Regions from separate parts of the Mus musculus genome. Here region 1 is linked to region 2. A link is a contact called in public HiChIP or PLAC-seq data. All regions are on one chromosome and are shown on one strand. Each heading gives the region's core, a stretch centred on a gene start, on an enhancer-like site or on the middle of the called end of the contact. The rest is flanking DNA. Distances are from core to core; before and after follow the strand shown. Region 1 holds the start of Sfta3-ps (surfactant associated 3, pseudogene). Region 2 has its middle 29 kb from the start of Gm22296.

Region 1 (3,022 bases), core at 395-2,894, 590 kb after region 2:
ACGACACAGCAGCAATAAACTTACATTGGAAACTCCTACCCCCAACCAAAAAGACATTAAAATAGGAAAATGTTATCCAAAATTATGCAAGAAGCCATAACAATAAAGGGGATAAATGTCTAGGAAGCAGAAATAAAATGGGAACTTATCAAATGAGGACAGAGACCAGGGGTGCACCTAGATACTCTCCAAGTTGGCATTAGGTCACTATCAAGAAGAAATGCAGCCACCACTTCAGCTGTGGTTTCAGATGTGGCAAGCCTTGTGCTGTCTCGCTGACCTAGCTCTTCTTCCATTCCTTTAAGACATCATCATTAAAGAAAGTTCAGAAATGCAAATGTGTGGGGTGGAGGTGAGGGTTCATGCCGCCCTTGACTCAGCCCTTCAATAAAATACATACTTTACTTTCACCCATACCAATTCCTTGGGATGCTGAGAGGGTAACTGCAGAGAGGCCACACCTTCCAAAAGCCACCCACTTGAAGAGACACCAGAAAACTTTTTGTTGAGGCAGGATCCCAAACTGGGTGCCACTGAAGGTGAGCTGAAGCCCCAGAGACACAATGGTACAGTGAAGCACACACAACCAGTAAAGTAGCAAGGACCGATGAAGGTGGCTCCAGGCATCTGGGAACAAGCTGAGCAAGGAAAACACCACCTCCATCCCTTCCAATACCCTTAGGCCATGTCTTTTCGTTTGAAACAAGCTTCTAAATAGCGGAAGGATCATGTTATCTCAGATTCACATTTCCCAAAGGACTTCCCAACTAATAAAACCGTCTGCTCGCCCGGCTTCGCTCTAATAACTGGGGAGGGATGCGAAGGAGGAGAAACTATGCTAGCCGATTCGTCTTCAACTCCTTGCTTATAAAAACTGAACACCTGCCTGGTTGACTTTAGCTCATCAGGCAGTAGCCATTTAGCCTATATCAGCATGGTTCACACAGATTCTGTATCCCTCTCCCCCCACCCCCCATCTTAAATTGGCCGGCTTTTAAGATAAAGACATAATAGAGAAAGCATTGACCTTACCTGGTCCCTAATGAGTTGGAAGTCAGAAAACCTCTCTCTCCTTCCTCTTATCTGGGATCGCCTGAGAAGAGACTCAGGTCTTGAGACAGCTTCTCAGTCCTCATCGCTGCCCAGATTCCGGGCAGCCCGAAGAGTGTGCGGCCTCGAAAGTCTGCGAATCTTCCTGGGCTTTCAAAATCAAAACCAGATCCAAACATCGCCAATGGAGCTCCCAGTCCAGATCACTTAAAAATCTCTTGGAAGACTCTCAAGCAAGTCCATCCCTACGAAAGGCCAAGCACTAAGCAGTGGCACGGAGCGCTGTCTCCTCGAGGCCCTGATAGCCCCGCAGACGTGAACGCCGGTCTCGCTAACTGGACCCAGACACCGCTTACCTTGTTTTCGCGGGCTCCAAGCTATCTCCACCTGGCTAGGCCCTATCTCCAGTGTATTCCCACAAACTGTGACATTTCTTTCCTCGTCTGCCTCTTGGCCTTTAGGACCCCAGCTCTATCCTAGTGGATGGCCGCACCATCCCGGGATCCCTTTCTCTCCCACTCAGGGCGCCTCTGTCCTGTAGCTTTCGCCACTTCTCTAAGCCCAGCCAATCCACCGCCCTCCAGCTGAGAGAACTGCTTCCCCTTCTCTTCGGCCCCAGAGCTCGGGGTTCCCAGGCTGGGGCGGGGGTGGGGAGCCGCTTTGGGATGCTAAACATCAAACAAGCCAAGCCTGGGGTTTCAGGCCCCGAAGCCACTAGAGCGGCTCTCCAGGGCTCTCGAGAAAGTCCTCGTGTTTACACGGCAGGGTTGGGTGGGGTGGGGGAGAGGAGCAAAGAGGAGGATGCTGTCTGCAAAATCCCCCCACTGCCTGAGCCATCGCGGCCTGGGTTGGGTGGGATACTTGTCAGGGGGCAGTTTCTAGGACATTTGTTCTATCGGCTCACTGGGAAAGCTTGCCCATCTTCCACCAGCTCAGTGCCAGGGCATCTCCAGAATGTTTATTTCTTTTCCTGGGAGGTCAGAACCGACCTGAGCCTGAGTTTTTGAAAGCCTTAAATAAGAGAAGACCTCTTCTAGATGCCGATCAGTTTGCAGATTGTGTGCTGGTAGGTGTCTCCAAACTGTGGGGACTTAAACCTTGAATCCAGCTCACCTTAAACCCAGCTCCTAGTTTCCTAAAGAGACACGCCCCAGTCAACATCCTAAGATTGCTTCTGTAGCTGACACACGTTCCCTAGGTAGGAGCTGGGAGAATCAGAGTGAATGATGACAAGAGAGGACCAAAGCCCAGTTTGTTGGGTCTCATTGCCAGGGCCCTCTGAGTTCACCTATCTCAGGGACAAGTAAACAGACTTCAAGCTAAACCGGCTGGGGAAGAATGTATTTGCTAGGAACTCCAACTAACCCAAGGAAGATAAGACAGAGTGCTACATTACCCTCATATTGTTACTCTTTTACAATGCAGAGAGCAAGGGCAGCTTGTGTCTAGAGCAGGCTAGGCCCTGTCCCTGTCTGGGCTTGTGCTGGCCAGTGGAACTGGTAGGGCTAAACTCAACCCTCACTTAGGAGTTGAACAGCAGCTGCCAACACCTGCCTCTCCTGAGCAAGAACAGCCTGCACTCCTTGTACGAACAGAAATAATTATGCTTTCCTGGTTTCATTTTTTCCCCCCAAAATGTGAGGTCTGCTAAGAGGAACCCCACACATACCCTGTAGGCTCTCAGGAGAGTCAACCAACTGTCCTTTCAGAATATCAGAGTACCTTCAAGCTATGAGAAGCCATATCCCAAAAGGCAGGACTGGTTTTCTCAGGAAGAGAAACCAGCTCCCATTACTAAGGCACGACAAGGTAGAAATTCCCTGGTCATCAGTGAAAAGACTGTCAGATTTAAGTCCATGCGTTTAAAAAAACAAAACAAAAACAAAACAAAACCCAACAACAAAACCAAACCAAACCCAAGATTCTGGGGGATAGATACAGTGGAGAAAAACTGAAAACAGAATGTGATAGA
Region 2 (2,741 bases), core at 127-2,626:
GGAACTAGTTTTTAATAGCATCCTCTGGACTACAGCTGTGGAACATATGCTCATGAAGTCTTACTGTGTCCTTTTTTTTTTTTTTTAAAGATTTATTTATTATTATATGTAAGGACACTGTAGCTGTCTTCAGACACACCAGAAGAGGGTGTCGGATCCCATTACAGATGGTTGTGAGCCACCATGTGGTTGCTGGGATTTGAACTCAGGACCTTTGGAAGAGTAATCAGTGTTCTTAACCTCTGGGCCATTTCTCCAGCCCCTCATGAAGTTTTTTTTTTTTTTTTAAATTAGAGCCTAGCTCTTTAAGAGTGCAATTATGAGTTTAGAAAGCATTTGAGTGGCTTATAAGATAATGCATAATTAGTAAATACTGATGGATGAATGAAAGCCTTGAATTGTAATGCTTTCTTGGTCTATTTTAAAAAAAATAACAACTCCTTTACCCTAGTGAATCTGGCTCTAGTAGGTGGAATGACTTGGGTCAGTTTTTACATTTTATCTATATTTTCAGTCAGCAGATCCTATTGTGCAAATCCAGATTTCCACTCCTGGCCCCACTCTAAGGGCTTACGGCCATTTTTCTAGGAAGCAATTCCCCAACTTCTCCTCCTATCTTAGTGCACCCTTTGGACTTCTGGAGGGCTGAGATGACTTATCTCAAAGGGAATGCTTGAAAATATGTTCCCTTTCCTATGGGTACAGCTAAGGCATTCTTTTCCTTATAGAGGACAGGAGGATACAGTTTAAGTGAAACAAGGAACACAGATTCAGAGCTCTTGACAATGTCCTACGTTTAATATCTATTCCGAGGAACAACCACTCATTGAGGATCTATTTGCTGTCAGAGTGTAATTGGATTTTATGTAGCAGTTCATTTTGGTTGGGGGTGGGGATAAGAAGGTGATTGCAAAGTAACAAACAGAATGTATTGATAGGACCTCTGGTTTGTTGGTTTGTTTTAAAATTTTTGTTTTATTTTCTTGCTTTTGGGTCCTTAGGGACACTGCCAACGACCCTTTATTTGCCACAGTGGTCTTAGAAAACAAGGTAGACACTTTGACTACTTTGGCTGTGAATGATCCACTGAAGCCAGGCACTACCATCCCGGCTTCATCAGCATTCACACAGAGGTCACATCCTTACAGATCTCTTTGAATTTGTGGAATGCATATGGTCTGCCACTTCTGTAGAGGAAATATTTTCATTTTAGAATTCAACTTTTATAACCTTTAGCAACGTGTAGTATCAATGGCTCTTTGTTGTTGTTGGTTTTTTTTTTTTTTTTTTTTTGAAAAAAGTGAAACTGTAAGCTATCCCCAAGGATATGCAGGGCGTTGCTATAGCAACAGAATCTGCCTCCCAGCACCACAAGAGAAGCCATGAATAAAAGATGGTGCTCTGCGGACAACAGAATAGAAGAGGTTGTTTCGATCCTCCTAATACCTGAAATTTGCTGTTATTTTGTTAAATGCAAAATAAAAATCTTGGGGGAAAGGCACAGTTCACTAAAAAGATGAATTTCTGTATTGTACTTCACATGTCGTAGGGAAAAACCACACGCTTTCTGAATAGAGTTAGCCTGTGGGAGCAAGTCCAGAGATGGGCCACAGTATTTGATTCATACATGTTTTCCTGTTTAATTTTATACTTCAAATAAGAGGACTAAAGACAAAAATATGTGCAACTGGAAAACAAAGGATGGGACTTTTATTTTTATCCAAGATAGACTTCTCGTTCCATATTTAGATAGAAGTACCTAGTATGTACGTAAAAGGTTGAACAAAACAAAGCATCCTGATTTCAGCTGGCTTTGTCTACCATGAATCTATTTATATCGTGAGTTCTGAGTTCTGAGTTCTTGGTTCTGAGTTCTCATCCTGCTGGCTTCATGGTTAAAAAAAAAAACCTTTTTAAAAAATGCTTATTTCTGGGGGTGGCACAGGGAATGGAATATGTAGTGTAAAAATAAATTAATTAAAAAGTAATAATAAAAATGCTTATTTCCTAAATATTCAGAGATAAATTAAATTATTATCTGAATTTCTGACTCTCAGAGTAAGTAGATTGTTACGGGCTGAACAGTGTTCGCTCAGAATTCGTACATCAAAGCTCTAACCTCCAGTGTTACTGTGCTTGGACATACGGTCCACATGAAGTTCTATGGTTAAACATCACGATCTGAAATGATCTGTGTCCTGAGAAGAAGAGTGTTTGTTTCTGTTAGTGTGTTAGCTGATAGTAGCTGCCCAGGTACCAGGGTTGAGGAACACATGTAAAGGTTAGAGACAGAATACCAGCATAGGTTAGGGCTTGTGTGAGCCCTCCATCAGATCATGAGCATCACAGACCCTGGAAAGAATTGTTCCTGAACCTGTGGGCACCCCTCACCCACACCGTCTGATGCAGACTGGACTTCTGTGTTTACTGGGGGGAGCTCCGTGCACGGAGGAGGTGGCCACTACCCACACACTAGAGAGTGGACCCTTGCTAGAGGCTGACCAAGCTGGTTCCTCTTCTCAGACTTCCCGAGGAAAAGTATTTGCGTTGTTTTTATGGCGGCCTGAGCTGACTAATACTGGAATAAAAATATTTAGTGTGACTATTCTCTTGACTTTCTTTTGGAGTCAAATATAGTCCTCTTTTCAGGTGGACAGGCACTCATGACCTTTCAAAGTCTTCCATGACTTGCTTTTGTCACCTAAGCAGCTTGGTAGAATTGGGTTCCTGATTCACCCTCC

What was found. HiChIP or PLAC-seq counts read pairs in DNA pulled down with a chosen protein or histone mark.
Region 1: an H3K4me3 HiChIP or PLAC-seq map of stem cell-derived neural progenitor cells shows a contact between it and region 2, with 12 read pairs. The contact joins the promoter of Sfta3-ps here to the enhancer-like site in region 2. A contact is called at or near these places in 4 of 39 promoter capture datasets (the C10 cell line, cranial neural crest, hippocampal neurons and 1 more), 1 of 484 Hi-C or Micro-C datasets (embryonic stem cells), 10 of 115 datasets of contacts at active chromatin or transcription factors (craniofacial prominence, embryonic forebrain, embryonic hindbrain and 6 more) and 2 of 9 other capture datasets (adipose tissue and liver).

The regions. Positions count from the first base shown.
Region 1 is chr12:56,527,776-56,530,797 of GRCm38.p6, forward strand. It overlaps Sfta3-ps (surfactant associated 3, pseudogene), which reads right to left and starts at 1,645. Exons shown (of 7, transcript NR_045082.1): 1 at 1,033-1,645.
Region 2 is chr12:55,938,360-55,941,100 of GRCm38.p6, forward strand. No RefSeq gene overlaps it. Among named protein-coding and RNA genes, the nearest start is that of Gm22296, 29 kb to the left of the region's middle. Within about 2 kb of position 1,377, at least 32 of the 459 cell types and tissues checked have an H3K27ac peak or open chromatin away from gene starts, as enhancers often do. A contact at or near this core is called in stem cell-derived neural progenitor cells, where this site is marked.